3 separate regions of the Mus musculus genome follow, and regions 2 and 3 are each linked to region 1. The links are chromatin contacts, called in public Hi-C and HiChIP or PLAC-seq maps. All regions are on one chromosome and are shown on one strand. Each heading gives the region's core, a stretch centred on a gene start, on an enhancer-like site or on the middle of the called end of the contact. The rest is flanking DNA. Distances are from core to core; before and after follow the strand shown.

What was found. Hi-C and Micro-C count contacts between places; a contact is called where the count stands out from the background. HiChIP or PLAC-seq counts read pairs in DNA pulled down with a chosen protein or histone mark.
Region 2: a Hi-C map of the N1E-115 cell line shows a contact between it and region 1, with 5 times the contacts expected there. The contact joins the promoter of 4930449E01Rik here to the enhancer-like site in region 1. A contact is called at or near these places in 7 of 39 promoter capture datasets (the 3T3-L1 cell line, 3T3-L1-derived adipocytes, the HPC-7 cell line and 4 more), 5 of 484 Hi-C or Micro-C datasets (the N1E-115 cell line, cerebral cortex, forebrain and 2 more) and 5 of 115 datasets of contacts at active chromatin or transcription factors (astrocytes, embryonic stem cells, epiblast stem cells and 1 more).
Region 3: an H3K27ac HiChIP or PLAC-seq map of trophoblast stem cells shows a contact between it and region 1, with 19 read pairs. The contact joins two enhancer-like sites. A contact is called at or near these places in 4 of 39 promoter capture datasets (the 3T3-L1 cell line, 3T3-L1-derived adipocytes, hippocampal neurons and 1 more), 2 of 484 Hi-C or Micro-C datasets (the STO cell line and cerebral cortex) and 3 of 115 datasets of contacts at active chromatin or transcription factors (embryonic stem cells, extraembryonic endoderm stem cells and trophoblast stem cells).

The regions. Positions count from the first base shown.
Region 1 is chr14:105,682,343-105,686,263 of GRCm38.p6, forward strand. Gm35967 (a long non-coding RNA gene) reads right to left here. Exons shown (of 4, transcript XR_874934.2): 4 at 1,009-2,300. Among named protein-coding and RNA genes, the nearest start is that of Gm6145, 40 kb to the left of the region's middle. Within about 2 kb of position 2,224, at least 45 of the 459 cell types and tissues checked have an H3K27ac peak or open chromatin away from gene starts, as enhancers often do. A contact at or near this core is called in the N1E-115 cell line and trophoblast stem cells, where this site is marked.
Region 2 is chr14:105,496,747-105,500,667 of GRCm38.p6, forward strand. 4930449E01Rik (RIKEN cDNA 4930449E01 gene) reads left to right here and starts at 2,042. Exons shown (of 3, transcript NR_045921.1): 1 at 2,042-2,335.
Region 3 is chr14:105,858,789-105,862,709 of GRCm38.p6, forward strand. No RefSeq gene overlaps it. Among named protein-coding and RNA genes, the nearest start is that of Spry2, 36 kb to the right of the region's middle. Within about 2 kb of position 2,308, at least 34 of the 459 cell types and tissues checked have an H3K27ac peak or open chromatin away from gene starts, as enhancers often do. A contact at or near this core is called in trophoblast stem cells, where this site is marked.

The DNA.
Region 1 (3,921 bases), core at 974-3,473:
GAATGGCTGTTCCCTCAATATCTAATGTAACATTTTGGGGATAGATCAAATAAAGCAAAGTCAAATTGGGAGTATGTCATGATTTATAAGAACATAAAGACAGATCAAAAAATTAAATCAATATATACATAGGAGTTCATTTAAAATGTTTGCCGGAGCTAGAGAAAGTACCCATGGAGCTGAAGGGGTCTGCAACCCTATAGGTGGAACAAAAATATGAACTAACCAGTACCCCCAGAGCTTGTGTCTCTAGCTGCATATGTAACAGAAGATGGCCTAGTCGGCCATCACTGTGAAGAGAGGCCCCTTGGTCTTGCAAACTTTATATGCCCCAGTACAGGGGAACGCCAGGGCCAAGAAGTGGGAATGGATGAGTAGGGGAGCAGAATAGGGGGAGGGTATAGGGGACTTTCGGAATAGCATTTGAAATGTAAATAAAGAAAATATCTAATAAAAAATTGGAAAAAAAAAGATACCAAGCATTTGTGTATATAACTTTTAACAATTTTTATGTCTTTTTTTGGAAACATCTATTCAGGTCCTTCACCCATTTTTAAATCCTGCTATTTAATACTTTGCATTTGGGTTGTGTTGATTTTTAAATTTTGTTTTATTAAAGTTTTTTTTTGACATTGTCAAAATAAATGTTTGCCTTACAAAAGGCACTATGGGAACATGTTTGTGTGTGACACTAAACACTATGTTGTAAGATATGTATCTCTGGAGTACACTTTTCTTATTGCTTCTCCTACTCTGAAACAAAATGGCTGTTTAATAATTATTTCATGTTGCTAGATTCCCCTTCTGGCTAAACCACCATCAGACAATCTGGTGAAAGCTTTAGATGTGAAAATAAGCCCATATAACTTTAGAATATTACCTAAAGAAATTTAATGAGCAAGTAGATATTTAAATTGAAGGATTAGAGTCTCCCTGACTCATAGAGTTCCCTATACTCATAAATATCTAGAATTTTGGAAAAGAACAAAATTTGTTAGATGTGTGTGTGTGTGTGTGTGTGTGTGTGTGTATGTGTAGACACATATTTAAATTGGAATCAAACAACTGAAGTAGTATTAGTGAGTTTCAACTTTTTATCATTCACCCATTTATTCATTACTTATTTAAGAAATGGTTGTTGGACCCCTGCAAAGTAGCAGTTATTGGTTTATGGATTAAAGCATTCAAAGTTTGAGAGAATGAGGTCCTTGCCCTTGAACATGTAGCAAGATGTAGCACATATTATTTTCTTTAGATTTATTTATCTTATACATATGAGTGTTTGCCTACATGTATTACAAGCGCCATGTTTATGCCTGGTGCCCTCCGGTCACAAGAAGGCTTCAGGTTCCCTGGAACAATAGTTACGCATGGTGACACAGATGCACATGAATGCTGGGAACCAGACCCAGGTCCGCTGGAAGAGCCACAGATATTCTTAACCACTGAGCCCTCTTTCTATCCCCAGCACGTGGTAAACCTATTTTAAGAGAGACCTGCTGAAAACTAAGGAAGCAGAAGATCAAACTCCTACCTTTTGGGAAAGTACTGAAGATGCTACGTGAAAGAGGTTGGGGACCGTTACTGAGCCCCTGAGGGGAACACAGACCCAATAGGACCCGCTTAGGAAGGCCATTTTACTGTGGGAGCTGAAAAGTCACTTTGGAGGAGTCATGAGGGAAGACATTTGTGAGCTGGGCACACACATTATAAAAGGCCTGAACATTTTCCTGAGATGCTCGTTGTGGTCAATAAAGACACATTGCTGAAGATTAGATCTGGGAAAGGACAGAACTGTCCACAATGGCTTTAGAGCCTGGACTCTGTCTAAGACAAATTTCACATACGTCAGCATGGCATAAGTGAAATTCATGTAGATCCATAAAGATGTACGATGAAAAGTGGCGTTCTTATTAAAAGTTCTCTGTGTGTTGGTTAACTTTAGATTATTCCTGAAAGTTGTCCCAATCCTAGGGGTTAACTATAAACTACCAAATTTGTGTTTATTGCTCATTTTTCTTTTACTTAGCCACCCCTAGCCTACTGAACAGCATGACAGCCATAGTATATCACTTATCTGTTCCTAATTAAATGAGTCACCACCCCAGAGAGGTTCACATGCTCACTAATGGCTTAGAAAGGTGACTCAGAACGTTGAGTGAGGCCTCAGCTTCAGCTTCATTGGTGGAGTGGGAAATTGTTCTCAGGGAAGCATCATCATCAGAAGGAAGTCTATGAGTCATCAGGTGAATCCAGTGTGATGCCGCCATGTCAGGTGTCAGTCACTCTGCTGTGAGGGCCTGAAGAAAGGACAAATCACCTGCTCTTTTAATGTCACCTTGACCAATGAAGGGACTTTAAAAAAAATTGTAAATGAGTTACTCTAGCTAAAGTCAGTGTTTTGTTTCCTGTTGTTACTTTTGTTATAGATTCAAGAGAGTACAAATGGCCAAGAAACCATGTCCACAGTGGAAACCGGGAGGAAAATGTAAGGCTTGATAAATTAAAACTTAAGAGTAGAAAGGACTTGGCTGCGTGCAAGGGGCGGGGAGGGAAGGGTGGTTAATCCTGCAGCAGTTGTGCTGAGAACACTAAAAATGCTTCTGCTAGGGGAGGGTATCAACATTTTAATCTACCTTACACTGATAAAAAAGAAAAAAAACACACAGTGGGGAGGAGGAGGCTAGGGCAGGCAGGTCTTGATGGAGCCACGGGCAGTAGAAACAAAACTCTCTTTGTTTGGAGAACACTGCACCTGCGTTAAATTTACTGCTGACATCTCTTTGCAGAAATTTGATTTTTTTCTCTACTTCCCCCCACCTTTTATTGTTTTCAACACGGAAGAATGTGAGGCATGCCACTTGCCCTTCTGGTCGCTGTAGTGCTTCTGTCTGCGACTGTGAAAAGGAGCAGGGCTTCCTCCCCGCCCTTGCCATCAGCACGTCATCTGGGCAATGCACCTGCACCGTAACACTACACTCTACCTTGCGGAGCCTCATACTTTTGTGACACACTCAAGAGATCAATTTCCTGTGGATCTGGGCCTTGGAGACAGGGCCTTGTTCTGACAAGGAAGGGTGCTTTCAAATAACCCTGATGACTGAGGGCAGCTCAAATAGACTCAGGGCCTTCAGAGGAGCTGTTGTACCAACATTAGAGCTGGTGGCTGAGGGGACACTTTTAGGGGAGGAACTTTCATAACTTCAGTTTCTACAGTGAAGCAATTCTGGCGTGTCTCTCTTCCTTTTATCCTTTCTTCCTTTCTTCCTTTCTTTCTTTCTTTCTTCCTTCCTTCCTTCCTTCCTTCCTTCCTTCCTTCCTTCCTTTTTTCCAACCATGTGACAATGAAGATAACTGGAGGGTGGTAAAAAGTGCATAATATGCCTCACCCCAGGAATTATCATATGGCGATCCATACTCCTGGACCCAGTGCCTAAGCCCACTTTGCCATCTCAGCAGATCATTACTAAATGTTTGGAGTTTGAATGAATGAATGAATGAATGAATGAATGAATGAATAACTGATCAGTCAAATGAGTTATCTGCTACAGAGCCCTGAGGTACACATTTTAATAATTAATTTTTGTTGTTTGAAATTATCATTACATCAAATTTCCCCTTTCATTTGCTCACCCCATCCTCTCCCAAGCATCCTTCTTGATCACTATCAAATCCATGCCCTCTTTCTCTTTAAGTGTAATTATACACACACACACACTCCATAGAGGAATACATATATATATATATATAAATATATGCCTATCTGTCTGTATGTATGTATGTATATATGTATGTATACATACAACCTGCACAGTCTGTATAATTTTTACTTGTATGTATCTGCTCTCAGGGCAAACCACTTAGGATAGCTAATTAGAGATTTCTTCCCTAGGAAAGATCATTCTCTTCTTGCTATGACTC
Region 2 (3,921 bases), core at 792-3,291, 190 kb before region 1:
TCCAACCAGGTCACACTTATTCCAACAAGGCCACACCTTCAGATGGTGCCACTCCCTGGTCCAAGGATATACAAACCATCACATTCCACTCCCTGGTCCCCATAGACTTTTTCTTTTTTTAATATAATTTTTATTAGGTATTTTCCTCATTTACATTTCCAATGCTATCCCAAAAGTCCCCCATACCCTCCCTCCCACTCCCCTACCCACCCACTCCCACTTTTTGGCCTTGGCGTTCCCCTGTACTGGGGCATATAAAGTTTGCATGTCCAATGGGCCTCTCTTTCCAGTGATGGCCGACTAGGCCATCTTTTGATACATATGCAGCTAGAGTCAAGAGCTCCGGGGTACTGGTTAATTCATAATGTTGTTCTACCTATAGGGTTGCAGATCCCTTTAGCTCCTTGGTTACTTTCTCTAGCTCCTCCATTGGGGGCCCTGTGATCCATCCAATAGCTGACTGTGAGCATCCACTTCTGTGTTTGCTATGGGTGTTCTGCCTGCATGTATGCACCACATACGTGCCTGGTGCTCTTGGAGACCAGAAGAGGCTGTCAGACCTCACATGAGAGATCCTGAGAATTGAACCCCGGTGCCCTAGATATGCAACCAGTGCTCTTAACTGCTGAGTCATTTCTTTAGCCACAGCATTGTGTGTGTGTATGTGTGTATGTGTGTGTATGTATATGTATGTGTGTATATAGATATATGTATGCATTTATATATACATACATAAATATGCATATATAAAAACTTTTTTCCTTGTGTATAGTCATGATACGTGGTCATGTGTTACATAAAGCTATTTTCATACAAGTATATAAGCATACTTTGATCACCTTGCCCCCTATGCCCTCCCTATCTCTTTTGCCCTCCCCCCTTTCTATTATTCCTCTTATTCTCCTAGGCTATTTCTCTTCTATTTTTATGTCATATGCATACATTATTTTACATATCCATATATATGTTAGGAATCACAAGGGAAGGAAAACATATTTGTCATTCTTTGAATGACAAAATTTGTTTAATATGGTTATGCCCATTTGTGTTCATTTTTATGAAAATGACATAATCTTATATTTATGCAGTCACGTGAAGGAAAATTTAAGAAATCCTAGACCATGCTGAGAAGGAGAATCTTATATTTTTAAGGAGAGAACCACTTATATGTGAAGAAAAAAAAAATAAGAGGAATGGGAGGATTCTATGGCAGCTTCTCTCTCACTACCATGGGAAGAAAACAGATAAAATTAAATTAACCCTCGGGACTCCATGCTCTCGGGGGGGGGGGGGGTTTCTTGGGACCTTGCAAAAAGGATGGAGCATATGGTAGGAAGTACCCCTGTGACAACATGGGCTCAAATGAAATTTCAAGGATCATAAATCCTCCTGTTTCTTCTCATAATTTGATGAACAGCTGGTACCAGGAAGTATAACATTCCTCGAGTTATATTCGTGCCTGCATTTCTTTTTTTAAAAGTATCTTTAAAAAAAAAAAGCATCCGGGTTTGGCTCCTGGAAAAAGGAACATGGAACCACTCCAGGATGATCACTAATCTGCTTCAGGAAGGCAGCCTTCCCACCTCGGGGGACATTCACAATGGTCTGCTGTAGTGATCTGTCATAGCATATGGAGGGGGGGGGAGTGGAACATGAGATTGCACAACAGAGGAATATGCATAATTTGGAACTGTGGTTTAAGAAAAAAGGAAAAGAAGGAAGGGAGGATCCCATATTGTCTGTCTACATAGCCAAGAAGAGGCCAAGTGATAAATTCTATGCCCATCTTGAGGGCATAGACTGGGAAACTAGTGGAGAGAGTAAATCACTGGTTTTGGAAATGTACCAAGTTAAATATCCTTTCTGCGTTATCCTTTAAAGAATTAGTTGAAGACAATGGGACTCCAGAGAGCAGCGCTCCCCTAAGTGTGCAGTGCCTGCTCACATACCATAGGTAGTACAGAGACCCTTCCCCCCCCCCTCCCCGGTAAGACAGGAGATGGAGTGTGAACAGATCCCCCACGTCTCTCCTGTGCGGGATGACGAATGCTATATCCTTTCCAGGCTGGTCTTCACTCATCTGCTCTACCTACTGCTTTCTGCTTTGGGAATGCTGAGTGACTTTACCCTGTAGAACCTGGGCCCATCTGAAAGAGGAAGGGATGAAGGCCAGCTGGGTTGGCTGGCTGAATGAGTGTGTTGCATGGATGGATCGTTGTTCACATGCCTCAACACTTTCTGCGACTGGTCAGCTTGGTAGCATTCATTCTAGCAGTGGTCAGTCTGCTCCTCTCCTTGAAGCAGAATGGGAGAGTGTGGAGGAAGGCAGGAGCAGGTAAGGTGGGCAGAGAAGACAGAATGAGAGGGAGAGAGAGAGAGAGAGAGAGAGAGAGAGAGAGAGAGAGAGAGAGAGAGGAGTTGCAGATCTGTATTTAAATCCGACTATTGCCCAAATAGTCTGCGTTTACCTGATATGCCTATTGTTTATGTTCTGCTTTTGCTTTGAACATTTAAAAAGGAACCAAACAGAAGCTGTACATTTTAAAGCAATGTTCAGGCTAGCAGGTGTTAAGAAATGCAAAGCGGGGAAACCGTTGCAACGCGACGAAATAGTCAGCATTACTTGCCCCCCACCGCCCCGCCCCCAAGCCTCTCAAGGTAAGATGGCTCTACTGTCAGCTCAGCTGCAGCCAAGACAAAAAGGCCTGGCTAACTGAAGGGACAGAGACAAGACAGGCAACCTCCTTTTAACATCTCAGGGGAAAGAGCTCACTCAGGAAGCAGAATCTCATGGCTCCGGAACAGCAATGGCATTGTGCCAGCAGACAACAGGAAGTGAGCACAAACAGACCCCTCCTCAACATAAACGCGCACAGACTTAACCTATGGCCGGACTTCTGCCCTTGAGTGACCAGAGCCATTAGGATGCAGGTCAAAAGGTTGTCGTGTGACAGAAAATGGAGCCTTATTGAATGAAGGAGAACTAAAAAAATTCTTTTGTTTGCTTCACTCTGGGGTTTGTATAGCTACTGTGATGTCATAATGGAGTCCAGAGTGGGAAAAAGAAACCCCTGATTTATCACAGCCGGAGACAGGCCGTCGGAAACTCAGTTAAACCCTGAAGGGGAAAGACAGGCACAAGAAGGAACCACACAAAAGTCAGCGTCTTCTCCGACGGGGGTGTACACAGTTATCTTTCTGAACATCAGAAGCTGAGAGAGAGACCACCAGAAAATTCCTGCTTTATCTATGAGGGCGGAAAGACAGATAGACGCTTTCCTGACCCACTGGCTTTTCTTCCCTAGACTCCAAGGTGTCTTCATCATAGTGGGCTAGGAGGGAAAGAAAAATGTGATTCCTAAATCTATACAACCGGGGAGTGTATTACATGATAGCATAGGAAAAATTCACACACACACACACTCACTCACATACAAACATACACACTCACACTCACACACACACACACACACACACACACACACATACAAACATACACACTCACACTCACACAAACACACACACACACACACACACTCACTCACATACAAACATACACACTCACACACACACAAACACACACACACACACGTATGCATACTTAAGCAGCTCTATACAGACCATGTATAAAAAGATGTGGAGATATGGCATGCCAGATAGAGTGCTCAACTTTACAGACAAGGGTAAGATCTGAGGTTTACTTTGTTTAGTTATTTATTTTTTAAACAAACAAACAAACAAACAACCTCTGAGCACTTTTAAAACGTCTGAATAAATTTTTTTTGCTCAGAATTTTCTTCTGGGTTAAAAAAAAAAATCTGACCCTTAAGAAAAGTTTGCTCCGATTCATCCTATAATTCTGTTGATAATGATGGCATGGAGGAGAGAATACTGCGTTTACCCTAAGGTAAATATCATTTG
Region 3 (3,921 bases), core at 1,058-3,557, 180 kb after region 1:
AGTTCCAGGCCAGGGTTACACATAGTGAGACCCTGTAATTAATTAATTAATAATTAAGGCACACTGTGACTTAGTTGGCCAGAGTGTTGCTTAGCATTCAGGGATCTCTGAGTTCAGCCCTCAGCACTGCATAGAGCAAAGGTATTCACTCAGGTTTGTAATCCCAGCATGCCTGAGATACAGGCATCTCTGGTTCTGACAGAACTTGGCACAAAGTATATTAACAAACATGCATGAAGCAAATAACAAAATAAACAGTAAAAGAGATAAAAGATAGGCCTTAGTTCCTGCGGTGAGCAAAGACCACACCCTGGGCTTTTGCGTGCACGAGGCAAGGATTGTACCATTGAGCTGTAAGTAGATCCTTACCCTCTGGGAGGACTCGTGAAGACTGCAGGGATAACGGAGACTTCTACCTTCCTGTTTTTGTAGTGGTTGGGTATTTGCATATGTAACATATGCATTTGTATTTTAAAATGAACTTAGCAAGCTCACATTCTTAAGATAAAATCAACAAAGTTTAGGAGAACAGTAGGTATAAGTGGCTTTAGAAATTGGTAGGTTTCAAACCCTGGACAAAAGGCGGACCTGCCTATTTAACAAATCAAAGTGGACCTGCCTACTGATTCCCCCCCCCCCTTCTAATCCCTCAGTCCCTTCCTGACACACAGCCCTCCTGACTGGCATACCCCACCCACCCTTCCCGTAAATGCTACCGCAGAGGGGGCTGGGCTGCTCTTCCCAGTGCAATTCAACCATTTTGGTTACCTAAAGTCTTTGTTTCTGTGGGCCTTCTGGTCCCCTCCTCTCCTCCCTCCTCCATCCCCTCTTTCACGTGGCCCAGCTCAAGGTCATGTACACTCTGGACTTTCCCAGGGGTCCCTGCCTCTGTCTATGCTCTCTCACAAGTCTCTAATGAAGTTTCTCCTCCACCACACCTAGGAGTACTCAGGTTTCCTTGCCTTTTTTGTTTTCTTTTGTTTTGTTTTGTTTTTCCCATTCACTTGGGGCTGAAGCCCGGACTGGTCAAGTTCCTTTCCTTTTTATTTATTTATTTTTTTATTCAGTAATGTTGAGAAGAATTCGGGAGTAAATTAAACAATTTTTGTGCTAATAATAACAGAATAATCCTCCTCTTTAAAAAAAAAAAACTAAAATTGCTTAAGGCATTTAAAAAACTTGTTACTACATGCCTTATAATTAGCCTAGTATTAGAAACAAAAGAACCCCAGCAGAGTTTATCTGAGCCATCAGTGCCAAGGGAATGGATACAGACTTTGAACAATGACCTCAGATTTCTAGTCTAACCTTTCATTTCCGGACTGCTAGCTGATGGGTAACATTCTGAAAGACAGCTTCCCCAGTTTCTCCCTCCCTCTCCTTTGGAACTCAAAGGAGTTTGCATCTTAATCCGTTTCTGTAGAATTATAGAATTGTAGAATATTAGAAGGTTGAATTTGGGTAAAGCTTGGAGAAAAACATTAAAATTTCCTCTGGCTCTCTGGGAAATGTATAACTCTCCTGAGAGAAGATCACAGCTATGCTTCTGCCAGCAGGTCTTTGGCATTCTCTTAAAACAAAAGCTAGACTACAACCACCATTAATAATGGTGTGCATTACTCATAGGGACCTGTCTTCTATGCGCTGCTCTTTACTTAATGAATATGAGAACACACTGTATTTCGCCTTACAAAGGGAAGATCAGAAGCGGTCCATTCATTTTGTTGGATTGAGTTGTGTGCCCTCAGAAACAGAACAAAGCGGAGGGTGGAGCCAAATAAAGAGAGCACCACTACCTGTAAACCCACAAAGATTTCCTAATAAGAGTATTGCAATTAAAATAATTTTTCTGTGAACATTTTTGGTTCACAAATTCTATTAATGATGGAGAACAGAGTACTCTACTGTGATAAAATATTCCGGTTTTCTCCTCTTTCCTTCTCCAGCCCTAAACATTAAAAATTTGTATCACTGACGACTTAAAAGGTTCACCCTCAAGCATCCACTGTGTGTGTGAGTGTGAGTGTGAGTGTGTGTGTGTGTGTGTGTGTGTGTGTGTGTGTGTGTGTGTGTATGTATGTATGTGTGGTGGATGGAACTCAATACCTCACTCCAGCTAGGCAAGCACCCAGTCACAAATCACAGGTTTTCACAGATTTCCCTATTTCTCATTATCAGAAAGTCTTTTCAGATGCTTTACAGAGGTCATTCAAAGTTAAAATTCAGCAACCCCGCCCCGTGTGACCCTTTCTCTAGATTCCCACCCTGGGGTGTTTCCTTTCCCCGCTCCCCTAGGGAGCAGGAAGCTTATCAACAAGACACACAGGTGTGAGATAATCAGTTAAGCTCCTCCCAGGGGTGTGGATCTGGAGCGAGTGGCGGAGAAAGCCCAAGTCCAGTGTGCTCAAAGCAAAGTTCAGTAGTGGGAGAGAGTGTCCCGCTTTTGTCATTTAAAACCACTTCCTTAACTCTTTATCCTCCAGGTACTATCTCTATCTCTGTGACACTGAATCTTTTATCAGAACTTGTTCCTAAATAATGAAGTTCACATTACCTTCTAGTGCATTTTCTTCTTTTAGTTATGATTTAACCCAGGTGCCAACTTGGGATTCCAATGATTCTATTTACCTGAATTCTGGCTTGGGCAATTTGCCTGAAAATGTCAATCTTATTTTTTGTTTAGATTTACTTTAATACTATCCAACAATAGACTCACCATATCTTTTTTTTTAAGATTTATTTATTATATGTAAGTACACTGTAGCTGTCTGCAGAAACTCCAGAAAAGGGCATCAGATTTTGTTACGAATGGTTGTGAGCCACCATGTGGTTGCTGGGATTTGAACTCAGGACCTTCGGAAGAGCAGTCGGCACTCTTAACCACTGAGCCATCTGACCAGCTCCTCACCATGTCTTTTTTACTAGTATTGGCATCAATGGCCAAACAAATGTCGTAGATTGTTGAAGGTTTAGATATGCAGTTTTGATTCCCAGGAAGTAATACTGTAGGCAGATATGGTAGGAAGTAATACACTTTCAGAGACTAAAATATGAACATTTAACAACGATGCCCCAGTGATTAAAAGAAGCTCAAAGGAAGAAGATGCTCTATTGTAAGTCAATAAGGAACTTGATAGCACAACACAGAGTACAAAGTGACCTAAAGATCCGAGTGGGGACTACAGGAGATAAACGCATACAGGCGGTTTACGGTGGGCTCCTGCATTGGTATCCTTAACCAGAAACCAAAAATGCACTTTGTCCTATCCTGGCTGAAGGGGAAATGCCAGGACTGTTTCTATTCTGCTTCTTAAATGATTTTCGCGTCTCCATTCTTGAGATCAGAACGTCGGAATAGCCTTGGGCCTGACCTCCACCTCACTGTCAGCTTTGGAACACACCTCCGGCTTCCCGGGAAATCCCAACCAAGTAAAATCCGCTTGGCCTCCCTCTAAACCGCTAGTCCAGTCTGAAAGAATAAGCTACCGCTCGCCCAGAGTGGAGACAAAGCATTCCGATCTGCTCCAAAGATAGAAATACTGCATGCCATTGTCTCCTCCCTTAAGAGAGATAGTGCATCTGGGTGTGTCAGTCACCTGGTCAGGTCTCCAAGCCACCAAGAGAGCTGACTCACCGGAAGGTGGAAGGGATAATTTCTGAGTTGGTGAGACAGCATGCCTGTCCTCCCCTAAAGGCCTTCTGTCCCCTGTGCAGCATTGCAGAACTTCCGTCTTGTAGCACGGAGGGGCGAGAAACATAACTTCCCTTTCCTTCGTCTCTATCTCTTTTTCTTCAGGATACTGCTAAAGTCTGGGAATGCTCTTGCTGACCCTCTGGGCCTTCTCCTTCCTTCTCTAAAGGTCTCCCCCACCCCCCGCTGCCTTTTTCCAAGCGGCTGCCCGCCTGCCTTGGGGCCGTTTG